2 separate regions of the Mus musculus genome follow, and region 1 is linked to region 2. A link is a contact called in public HiChIP or PLAC-seq data. All regions are on one chromosome and are shown on one strand. The core of a region is the stretch at or near the end of the contact, and the rest is flanking DNA. Distances in the headings are between cores, read along the strand shown.

The links. HiChIP or PLAC-seq counts read pairs in DNA pulled down with a chosen protein or histone mark.
Region 1: an H3K27ac HiChIP or PLAC-seq map of heart atrium shows a contact between it and region 2, with 5 read pairs. The contact joins the promoter of Cap2 here to the enhancer-like site in region 2. A contact is called at or near these places in 2 of 39 promoter capture datasets (pre-B cells and trophoblast stem cells), 5 of 484 Hi-C or Micro-C datasets (cortical neurons, forebrain, myocytes and 1 more), 4 of 115 datasets of contacts at active chromatin or transcription factors (craniofacial prominence, embryonic stem cells and heart atrium) and 3 of 9 other capture datasets (adipose tissue, liver and pancreatic islet).

Annotation. Positions count from the first base shown.
Region 1 is chr13:46,497,838-46,503,645 of GRCm38.p6, reverse strand. Cap2 (CAP, adenylate cyclase-associated protein, 2 (yeast)) reads right to left here and starts at 1,743. Exons shown (of 13, transcript NM_026056.4): 1 at 1,435-1,743. LOC115488182 (a long non-coding RNA gene) reads left to right here and starts at 1,696. Exons shown (of 2, transcript XR_003950691.1): 1 at 1,696-1,781; 2 at 2,913-4,549.
Region 2 is chr13:46,442,438-46,447,994 of GRCm38.p6, reverse strand. No RefSeq gene overlaps it. Among named protein-coding and RNA genes, the nearest start is that of Rbm24, 27 kb to the right of the region's middle. Within about 2 kb of position 3,769, at least 3 of the 459 cell types and tissues checked have an H3K27ac peak or open chromatin away from gene starts, as enhancers often do. A contact at or near this core is called in heart atrium, where this site is marked.

The DNA of each region.
Region 1 (5,808 bases), core at 494-2,993, 58 kb before region 2:
TCGAATTAATTCTTTCCACCAGCTTTCTGTACCAGCTTTCAGTCCCTAACCACGCAGAACCACCCCGAACCCCTCCCTGCCCTCAGCAGGCTTGTATTCTAACAAAACCCCAGCAAATCGAAGTCACTCCAAAGGTGAGACAGACACCACTGTTACTTTCCACAAAGTGGTCCCAGCTACGTCAGCAAGACTTCTGAGACACCTTCGTTAGGTGTGGCAGTGCCTACCAGTAATCCAGCACTCAGAAGCCGGAAGCAGGAGGATTGTGAGTTTGAAGTCAACCTGGGCTAATGGCGAGTTCCTGGCTAGTCTGGGTACAGAGTAAGTCCGCCTCTCGGAAGCAGAGGAGCACACCTGTAATCTCAGCTCGGAAGCAGAATGATTGCTAACAGTTTGAGGTCAGCCTGGGGTTCCATGGCAAAGCTCTGTCTACCAACAAACCAAGCAGCCAAACGAACAGGCAGTGCTCTCTCTGCAAGCAATTCTGATAAACTCCCCCCCCCCTTTTTTTCTTTTTTCTTTTTCTTTTTCTTTTTCTTTTTTTTTTTTTTTTCCGTTTGTTTCTGCCTTCTCCTGATTACTCAGGCCAAGACGCAAGTCTTGGCTGTACAAAGTTCACCTCCACTTGGTAAACTTTTTAGACCTAATTCTAAATACAAGTCCTAAAAGCACAAACTCACATAAAGAACGCCTGGATTCCGACATGACTTAATGCACAGCCTCTGTGGTGTTGATGAGAATAAATAGTCTCATGTGCATGGCGGGCCATCCGCCTAAAGATGACGACAAGATTGCTGATGTCACAAACAACCCCCTATGGGACAGTCAGAGAGCTGCTGAGGGGTACCATTTTCAGAGCGGTCCCTTCAAAGCATCAGTTGCGTGTGCATTTTTTAGAAGTGACTCATGGCCTCAAGTCAGATTCTGCAGAGAAGCCAGGTCCCTTCCTTTCCTTCCAGCACCTTCGGATTGAGGTGGCACTGGCGAGGTCTAATTCAATGACACCCACCCGGGAACCCTCAGAAAGCTCAAAGCAGAGCAGTGGAGACCCCTTGAAGTTAGACCGGCCTAGGGTGCGGTGGTTGTCGGCGGGCAGGCCATAGGTGGCCCTCCAGCCCGAAACTCGCGGTCCTCAGCGCCAGGCGAGCAGCTGGAGCGCTGGGCTGAGCTGACCCAGATGAGGACTGCCCCAGTGTCAGATCCCCGCATCACAGATCCTCACATCTCCGGTCCTCACTTCCCTTGTCCTCACATCTGGGTGGCCTCAGATCCCTGAGTCTGCTTCGCCTTTCTTCCCCGCGCCCTGGCCATCTCCCACCCTACCAGGGGCGCGCAACTTGAGAGCGCCGGCCTTGGGTGCCGGGTGTCCAGGCAAGCCCCCCATTCTCCTCGCCGCCCCCCCCCCCCCCGTCCCCCTCCGCGTTCCAGCCTGACCTGCTGTAGAGCTCAGGTCCTGGCTTCGGTGATGCAAAGCCGGCTCCGGCCACTTGCGCCCTCCTCCCGCAGGCCCGGTGCTGCCTCCGCCTCCCCCCTGCACGGGAGCCCGAGTCGGTCACGCTGCTCTCGGGGAGAGTCGCCCGCAGCTTCCGGCAGCTCCAAATACAGACGGGCGCGGGAGGGGCCGGGAGCACCCAGCCGAGGGCGGGGGTGGCAAGGAAGGGAGCAGAGAGGAGACACAGATGGGCCGTGGGAGAAGAGAGATAGGAGGGCAGAGGCGATCGCCGGTGCAAGCAGGAAATGCCTTCGCCTCCTCCTGCGGGTTTGCAAAGAGCTCTGAAAAGGTCTGGCGGTCCCTGAAGGGGGTTGGGGGTGGGTAGGGCTGCATAGTGACCCGCACAAAGAGAGGGAGAATGGAGCACCTCGAATATCCTCCAACTCAAAGAAAAGGATAAAGGAGAGCAAATGCATGTATCTCTTCAGATAGATTGTAGATCTGGGGCAAGTAACTTATATACAGAAACTTTAAAAAGTCATCTGATTATTTAGAAACGAGTAGAATCCTTGGCCGGCCTACTCCAGCAACTGTTTTACTTGTAGACACTGCCCCTTATTTTATATATGTATGGTCTATGCTGACGAAACTGGAAGCGTTTCTCTCTGGTTAGCATAATTAGACAGAGAGGATCGATTTTCGATTTTCATCTGAGTCTGGAATACTGGACACAAAGCTCTTCACTGAATGAATGATTGTCAAGGGGAAAAGCTGCAGACGAAGGGAGGGGGAGAGAGAAATGTAATAGCTTATGTTCTTTTGTTTAAAATTTGAGAAAGTGTCTCCCTACAAAGCCCTAGCTGCCCTGGGACTTGCTGTAGAACAGGTTGTTCTTGAACTCACAGACATCCTCCTGCCTCTGCTTCCAGAGTGCTGGGATTAATGGACAGATCCACTATGCCTGGCCCTACAGATATTCAAAAAGCAAACTCTCAAAATTGTGTAGTAAAGGGGATTCTGGTAAAGCCAATGTTCCCTGTTGTCTTAGGGTTTTATTGCAGAGAACAGACACCATGACCACAGCAACTCTTTTTTTTTTCTTTTTCTTTTTCTTTTTCTTTTTCTTTTTCTTTTTCTTTTTCTTTTTCTCTTTCTTTTTCTTTTTCTTTTCTTTCGTTTTTTTTTTTTCCCTTCGATACAGGGTTTCTCTGTGTAGCCCTGGCTGTCCTGGAACTCACTCTGCAGACCAGGCTGGCCTCGAACTCAGAAATCCACCTGCCTCTGCCTCCCAAGTGCTGGGATTAAAGGCGTGTGCCACCACGGCCCAGCGACCACAGCAACTCTTATAAAATAAAATATTTAGTTGGGGTTGGGTATTAGTCAGAAGTTCAGTCCATTATCATCATAGCATGAAGCCTGTGGCACGCAGGTAGACATGGTGCTGGAGAAGCAGCTGAAAGTTCTACATCTTGATCTCCAGACAGCAAGAGGAGACTGCATACCACACTGGATATAGCCTGAGCATATAACACCTGAAAGCCAACCTCCACAGTGACTCCATCAGCAAGGCCACACCCACTCTAAGAAAGCCACACCTCCTAATCATGCCACTCCCTTATGGGCCTAATGGAGCCAGTTACATACAAACTACCACAACTGTCGATGTTAAAAATCACATTTAACTCAGCTCTTGGTGTTGTCAAAAGCCCACAACTGTGGAGCCATGCCTAGCAGGCACCTCTTGACTCTCTTTTGTCTGGAGTAAATGGAGACCTGCTTATTATTTGTGCTGACACATGTGCTTTGAATGAACACATATACTGGGCTTTTGAGACAAGGATACAGGCCAGGCTGGCGTAAAACTCTAAGTCCCTAAACTCACAGCAATCCTTCTGCTTCCACCTCCTAAATGCTGAGACTACAGGCATGCATCATACCTTCGATGCACCAGCGTCCACAGTTATCCACAACTTAATCCAACACTTCTTGCTACTTAACCCAGCTGTCCTTCTGTGTCTGGGGAACGGGTCCCAGGGCCTGCTGCAGATATCAAGATATGAAGATGTGTAAGACTGCTCTATAAAAGGCCATGGCATGTGTGGTCACAAACTTCTGCAACCTTCTTGCACTCTGATCGCATCCAGATGGCTTTACAGTTTTTACAATATTACATATTGGGATATGTTATAAATGCCATGTAAATGGTGCATTGCAATGTCTTGTTTGTGTGTGGTGGTCAAAGAGAAGAACGAATGAAGCATGTTCAGTGTGTTCAGCCCTATTCTAACGTCTGTTCTTCTTTACATAGGACAAAAGTTTTGAATGAACTTTTTTTCTGTGAATCTCAACGTAGTAGCTGACTCCAGCACCTTGAAACTCAGCCTGGAGGAGGGAAGATGTCTCAGTTGGCAAAGTGCTAACCTTGCAAGCTTGGTGAACCAAGCATGCTCTTCAGACCCCATATACAATGTGCACACTTCTAATATGGTTCTAATCCCAGGGCTGGGAAGGCAGAGACATGCAGATCCCTGGAGTCTGCTGGCCCACCAGACTAGCCTACTTGTACAACCTCGGACCAGTGAGAGATGCCTTGTCTCAGAGCATGAATAGCTCCTGAGGAACAAAGCTCATGGGTGTCCTCTGACCTCCATAGCAACCATATGCACAAACATCTGCTCTCTCTCTCTCTCTCTCTCTCTCTCTCTCTCTCTCTCTCTCTCTCTCACACACACACACACACACACACACACACACACACACACACACACATCTAGGCTTCTGTAGTTTCTAGGGTCTCCTGAGGTCTTGTCTTAGTCTTCTGTGTGCTGTAAAGGAGCGCCTGAAACCGGGTGCTTTGACAACATGCCCATTTGATGGTTTATAAACGATAGAAATGTATTTCTTGTGGTTCTGGAGGTGGGGGACTGTAAGACCCAGCAGACTAGTATTTGGCTTCCAGGCTGGCAGGCACCCTTGCTCACATAGTGGAGAGCAGATAGGGCAGGCAAAAAGGGGATAGATAAATGGTGTGCCCTCTCATGGTTGAGGAGCAAAAGAGATGAGTGTTCCTCATAGACTGTTATTGTTGTTGTTTTTAATAAAAATGTTACTACTAGATTTATTTATTTATTTTGTGCGGTATGTACTTGCATGCATGTGTCATAGCACATATATGGAGGTCAGAAGACAACTGTAGGAGGTTTTTTTTTTTTTTAATTCATCACACGGGGCCTAGGGATAGAGAGGGTGACAGATTCAGCACCAAGCACCTTTGTGTATTGAGCTACACACCTCCTGCCAATCTCTTTGTGAGAGCACTGATCCCAGCCCAGAGGGCCAAGGCACTCAGGATTCCCCCTCTTCAATGTCTCTGATGCTTTAATAGTCTGGCCTCTGGTATTTTGGAAGGTATGAGCATTTGACTCTGGCGGGTTACGTGTGTAGGGCTGGTTTGTAGGTTGCTAACCACTGTTGAACTTGCTTGGTGAGAATTTCTCCCCTCCTAGGGGTGTGTTAAATGGAGAGCAAGTGAGTCTTTTTAAATACTCTCAGCTAAGGAGCAGTCGTGATGGCCCATGGAGACAGAGAGGGCCCCTGGATTCCAGAGTGTTCCTTCAGAAGAATCTATTCTAGGTGACCAGGTCTCTCTGTGATTCCTGTCCCATCTTCATGGCTACTAAGACCACTGAGACTGGACCACTGGCCATAAGTGTTTGATCACAATCTCTTTTGCTTCACTGGCAGGGGCTCTCCCTGGCAAATAAAAACATGCAACGAACACGGTGTTCTTCCCCATGGCTTTTCCTGGTCCTCAAGGAGGCCAAGAAAATGACGTTGTCTCTCCAGTAACATGCCTGCCTTTTCTAGAGCCGAAAGACCGAAAGAGCATGTTGCCAATGTACTGCAGGGCTTCATGGTGTTATTTTAACAAATTCCCAGTGGAAAATTACCAGTAGGCATTTATACCAGCAGATGCCTTGAGAACATTTGTTCTACAAATAGTTGATTTGTACTGGGTACTCCTCACGTCTCGGGTACCCAGAATGCAGCATTGTAAGCAAGATAAACACCAGTGCCATTGACTTCCATCTCTACAGCTTCCACATCCCAGAATCCAACCAACCTCAGATTTACAATATCTGAAAATAAAAAGAATATAGGGGACATATACAATTTTTATTCTTGTCATTAATCTTTAAGCAGCCCATTAGGGCTATTTCTGTGATTTTTTTTCATTAACTAGGTACAAGAAGCAATCAAATCACAATAGAGGACAGTCTAAGTTATAAGCAAACATGACATCATTTTATAGTTAGGAATTGAACATCAAGGGCGAGGGTGTGTGCAAAGGCCCTGGGATACCAAGAGAGAACTGT
Region 2 (5,557 bases), core at 2,520-5,019:
ACAGCTGGTCACATACACCTACAGTCAGTAGCAAAGAGAAATGGGTCCATGTGCACTTGGTTATTTGCTTGTGTTCAGCTCAGCTTCTTTAATCTTGTACGGCTCAGGTCCCCCTGCCTAGGAGTGGCACTGTCCACAGTGAGCCATGTTTTTCTATATACATGAGAATGAGACTCTCCCCCAGGTAATTTCTAGGTCATGTCCTGTAGAGAAAGCTGCCGATCACACTGGTTAACCCAGAATGCCATCACAGGCTGTCCGATGCTGCAAGTTCTCCCACACCCCACCCCAGCCCCATGTCAGTCTATACTCCCCCTTCCTTTCTCCAGTCTGGCTCAACCTCTGGCGCAGCAGTCATCCTCCTGCCTCAAGAGTCCTCACACAAGTACTTCCCTGTCTCTGAAAAAATTCTTTGCTCTAGTGTTCATGAAACTTGCTTTCTTAGCTTCCTTTTCTATTTAAATGTCATTAGAGAGACAGAGATGAGGCCAGCCTCCTTTTCTGCCCTTGGCCACTGTCCCTTTTCCTGCTATATTCAGGGTTACTTCTGTTTAACCACCATGAAAAACATACTTATCTTTAAGGAGGGATGTTTCCTCTCCTCCTCAAATGTTAGCTCCAAGAGTACCAAATGTGTATGATTTCCTAGTTCTGTGCTCCCAATAACTAGAATATATTACACACTCAGTAAATACTTGCTGGGCCAATAGTTAAGAAAAACAATGATCCAAGACACCTAACATGAGGTAAGGGAGATGGTTCAGTAGGTAGAGTGCTTGCTCAGCAAGCATGAGAACCTGAGTTTGGAAACGCAGCATCTTCTTCAAGAGATGGGTATGGTAGCTTGTACCTGTAACCCTGCTCTGGGCAGATGGAGACAGTTAGATTCCCAAGGCCTTATTGACCAGCCAGTCTGGCAAAACTGATGATCTCCAAGATCATTAAGAAAAAAAAAAAAAACAGGCTAGCAAAAAAGGAAGACATCTGCCCCACCACATGTGACTGTGGGTGGGGGCACATACACACACAAGTGCACACACATACTCATATACCACATAACCCAGCATGTATGCAATGTTTCATACATGGCTTACTTTGATTTTGGAGTCTCCACACTTTGTGAGATGTTATAAACACCTTCCGATGAGAAGAGATGTGAGTCCCCAAGGCCCCACGGGGGACAGATACACGGTGAAGTGCAGACTCAGTTGCAAATCCTTCTGCCTCCAGGTCTGCTCCTGTCGTCGGCAGACTCTAATGACTTTGCCCTGCCACGGGTTTGGCAAACTCTCTAGTGAGCAATCTATTAATGCAGCCTTAAATTAGATCCTACAAATCAGGAGGGATTAATAATTAAATGCTACCATAAAGAAAACTAGACAGACCTGGAAGATGGTAAGCTCCAAATGGGGTAGAAAATATATTTGGGGATTGTCTTAGTTTTTAGTCTTTCATCTTGGATGTAAAACCACCCAGATGAACATTGGCTGTACTTAAATAGTAATATATATATATATATATATATATATATATATATATATATATATATATATATTCATACATACATATATTATATATATTATATATATCAGTGTGCCATCATAATTCAGTGCCCTTGACCAGTTCTAAGGGGGAAAATACCTCCAGGCAAGAGTGTTGCTGACCAGACTCTGACCCCGAGGAAATTGGCACCCCTGAGGGTACTACTATATTGAGGTGCTTCTGCTCTAAGCTGTCTGGTGGCGTAACTGGAAAGTTCAGAGAGTGCTGTGTCATTCTGAGTGTATCCCGTTTCCGTGGAACAAGAGCACCGCCGACTTCATCTTCTCCAAACAGCAGCATCTCTTATTCATGGGGTTCTTTCTCTGTGGGGCCATTGATTATTGATGTGTCTCACTGTTAGGTAAGGGCTCCTGTCACCCTAGACAAATACTACCCAGTGTTTCAGCCTCACTTGGGTGGGCACAGCTGTCCCTTTGGCAACTCTCAAGTGCACTCATTCAAGGCAACCTGGGGATGGTTGTGTCCAAGCAACTCCTCAAAGGGAGAGACTTTTCTATGGCTGGATGAATAGTGGAGGGATCAGGTGATCTAGGGAAAGGAAGAAAGGGACATGGAAGAGGCTGTCATTGGGACGATTGGCTTGGATTTGGAAGATTGCTTAGTGGAAAGGGAGACTCACAGGACCTCTCTCTCAGGGGTCATGTGATGGCTAAGCAACTGCTGGCTGGGGGACTCTTTGGTGATAGAGACACGTTCTGGAGATGTGACCTCCTGACAATCACTTATGCTTCTGTGAGCCACCATAAACCTGTTTAACAAAGGAGAAGGAGAACAGCAGTGAACAACACAGCAGCAGCCCGACTGTCAGCAGGAGTCTCTCAGCTCAGATAGGCCTTACTGGGTTGATATTTCCCACTTCAGGTTTAGAATGAGTTAACCATACAACATTCTCCTATTGATTTCCCCTTATATTGTGGGGAACTGCTTCTGTGTGGCTGAAGTCATTCTTTGAGATAATAATTATCTTAATAGCAGGCTATTAATGCAAAGGTATTTTAATAAATTTGTTCAAATTTCTTGTGTAATATTGGCCAACCTCAGCATTATTTCCAAAGACACCTGTATAGTCTTTAAGTCTGCCTCCTCTCTCTCTCTCTCTCTCTCTCTCTCTCTCTCTCTCTCTCCTCCCCTCCCTCCCTCCCTCCCTCCCTCCCTCCCTCCCTCCCTCCCTCCCTCCCTTCCTTCCTTCCTTCCTTCCTTCCTTCCTTCCTTCCTTCCTTCCTTTTCTTTCTTTCAGTTTCTGGGACAGGGTCTAGCCACATAACCCAAGCTGACCTCAAACCCATGATTGTCCTGCCTCAGCTTCCCAATGGCTAGAGATGCAGGTATGCACTGCCTTATTTAGCTCATCTTTGGACATTTTCTTAAGTGGGAAGTAAGGGGTGACCATGGCTAAGCCAAAGCCCATGTGTGTCTAGCAGTGTGCATCCCTGACAGTTGTCCCTCTGCTTGTAGGGGCCCTTAAGTCTCTATTTAGAAGCTTGTAACCTCCCTCAATACTAAGATCATACCTTAAGGAAAAAGAAGAAACCTCATTCAGTACTCAGAACTCAGTACATTAAGAAAACCTGGGAAACCTCATAAAATCACCTTGTGAGAATTACCTGGAAGAACGACAGTCGTACCGATTGAAGACGGTTAGAGTTCACGAGAAGTAGTTAGTAATGAATTTTCTTGTCAGAACATAGAGTCCAATATGACATTTCTCTCTAGTCTCCAGCCTTTCACGTTGGGACCCAGTGGAGTTTCCTTCTGAGGGAGGGGAGCAGAAACTCAGGCCCGCTCAGTCATACTCTATTTCTAAGGGCAGCCATGTCTTATTGGAGATAGATATTCAGTGCCTCATCCAGACATCTCGGAGCCTTGGTGTGGATCTCAGCCTTGTAGAAACGCAGGGGTTGATTCATGGAGCATAGGAGCATACATTGACCCTACATTGATATTCATTCTTATTTTTATTTTTGGTAGTTTTGAGGCTCATTTTCATAATGCATCGTTGTAGCGGCTCTGTCCCTTCCCTCCTGGTTGGTCCCAGCTGAAACACTTGACTCTGAGAGACCCCAGAGACAGTCACTGTGCCCAAAGTGGCAGCTGGGAAAGATTAGGGAAAAAAATCCCTGCAGATAAAGGGAGCCAGTGCTGAACAGTAAGGGAGACAGTTGGGAGATTTAAAGGACATGGCCCCTCAGCAGCTGAGAGGATAGCAGTCGCCAGGGAGATACTACTCGGGAGATAAGCAGCTGTGTGCTAGCTGAAGAAATGTGCCAAAGGGGATAAGAGAAGCAACTGGTATGCAAGTGTGCACGAGCAAGACTCTAGAAGCGCCTGGAATCCAATGTGCGTGTTGGGGAAACAGCACACTCGTGGCTCTTCAAGCTGCCTTTCTTCCTACATCCCTCTATTAGAACGGCAGCAGGTGGGCTCTGAATGATGCTGGTCTTGAACCACACACCTCGGCTACTCTGCTCTGCATTGCGATCCAATGTTACTGTCATCCAGGAGGGTGAGCTTCTCTAAGGGCTTCCCTTCCTTTACAGCTTTTGGCGTCCAGTTCCACCCGTACCCACTTTCGTTTCTGTGTTCTTGTATACGTACATGTGTGCAAATGCATGTGAATATCTGCGTGTGCATATGTGAAGGCCAGGAGCCCAGCTCGAGTGTCGTTGCTCAAGGTCAAAAATCATATCTACTGATGTTTTTGAGACCGGGTCTCTCATTGGCCTCTTAGGCTAGGCAGGCCGCCATCCATCAAGCCCCAGAGATGCTTCAATCTCCCCATTGCTGGGATTACAAGTGCAGGAGACCATACCTGGCTCCTTTTCTGTGGGCTCTGCAGATTGAGTTCAGACACTTGTGGAGCAAGTACTTTATACCAGCCGAGCTGTCACCCCAGGCTGATATGTATTTATCTTTATTTTACTCTTGCTAGAACCTTCGACTCTACAGATGTTTATCATCATTAATCACGGCAGTGGCATATTTCTGCCCCAATTCACAATAGATTGAGGTCATCGTGACTGAATAGTTATCGTAATAAATAGTACTGTCAGGAAGCAGCCGTTGCCGAAGAAACTAAAGAGAAATGTAACGTTCTACGATTTTTATGAAGTGTTTTAATCGCGTATAGAACTTGCCTTAGGCTCTTCAAATTCTGTTTTGAACCCAGTACTGAAGGCTCATTTATCAAGCTCTCTGTAGAATTTCTGACACGGTTTCCACGGACACAAGAAAAGCTTATGGAGACGAGCCAGCAGCTGGTCGTTTTCTGGGCTGTCACTCTTGGTGGTTCTGCTGTCTCTGGTTCACACTAACCTTTCTTTAAAATGAAGGTGATGTACAGAGCCTGCTGTGCAGTATAATACCCTTAGTGCATTCAGTGTCTGTCGCAAAGGAACACTCAGCAAGTGGTTATCCTCAATCCAGATACATCTGGTTCGACAGAGGAACAGTGGTCAAGACAGCACCCAACTTGACATCGATTATAGCCAGCATTTCTTCTACGACACCTACATGTGACATAAAATGGCTGTAGAAGGATAGGGGAAACCCTCAACCCAGTGTCTAGCAGAGAGGTGTCATGCTCACAGTTCCCTTACACCCACAATTACTCTCTGAGTCCTCCTGGGACTTCAGACTCACCCTCTCCTTCCCAATCACTCTTTCACACTCTTCCAGTAACTGCCACCATGCTGCCAGCCATTGGTTAACACTGTCAACTGTGATAGATGATGGAACACGAGAAGTGTTTTAAAATTATTATTGGGGAAGAAAGGTTGTTTTTATTTTTAAATATGGTCCCCAAATGAGAAGCAGGAACCAAAAGTAAAATTAGAGGTCAATAAAACCTGGCTGCAGTTGTGACTGAGGCTGATTCATTTGAGCAAAGCTGTGGGCTTCTTACTGCCCTCTGGAGTCTTTTGTCTCTATCGCCTATGCTTCAAATCCATGCAGGAAATTTCTTTCCATGAAGTCAGTGCTTGCCTGACTGGGATAG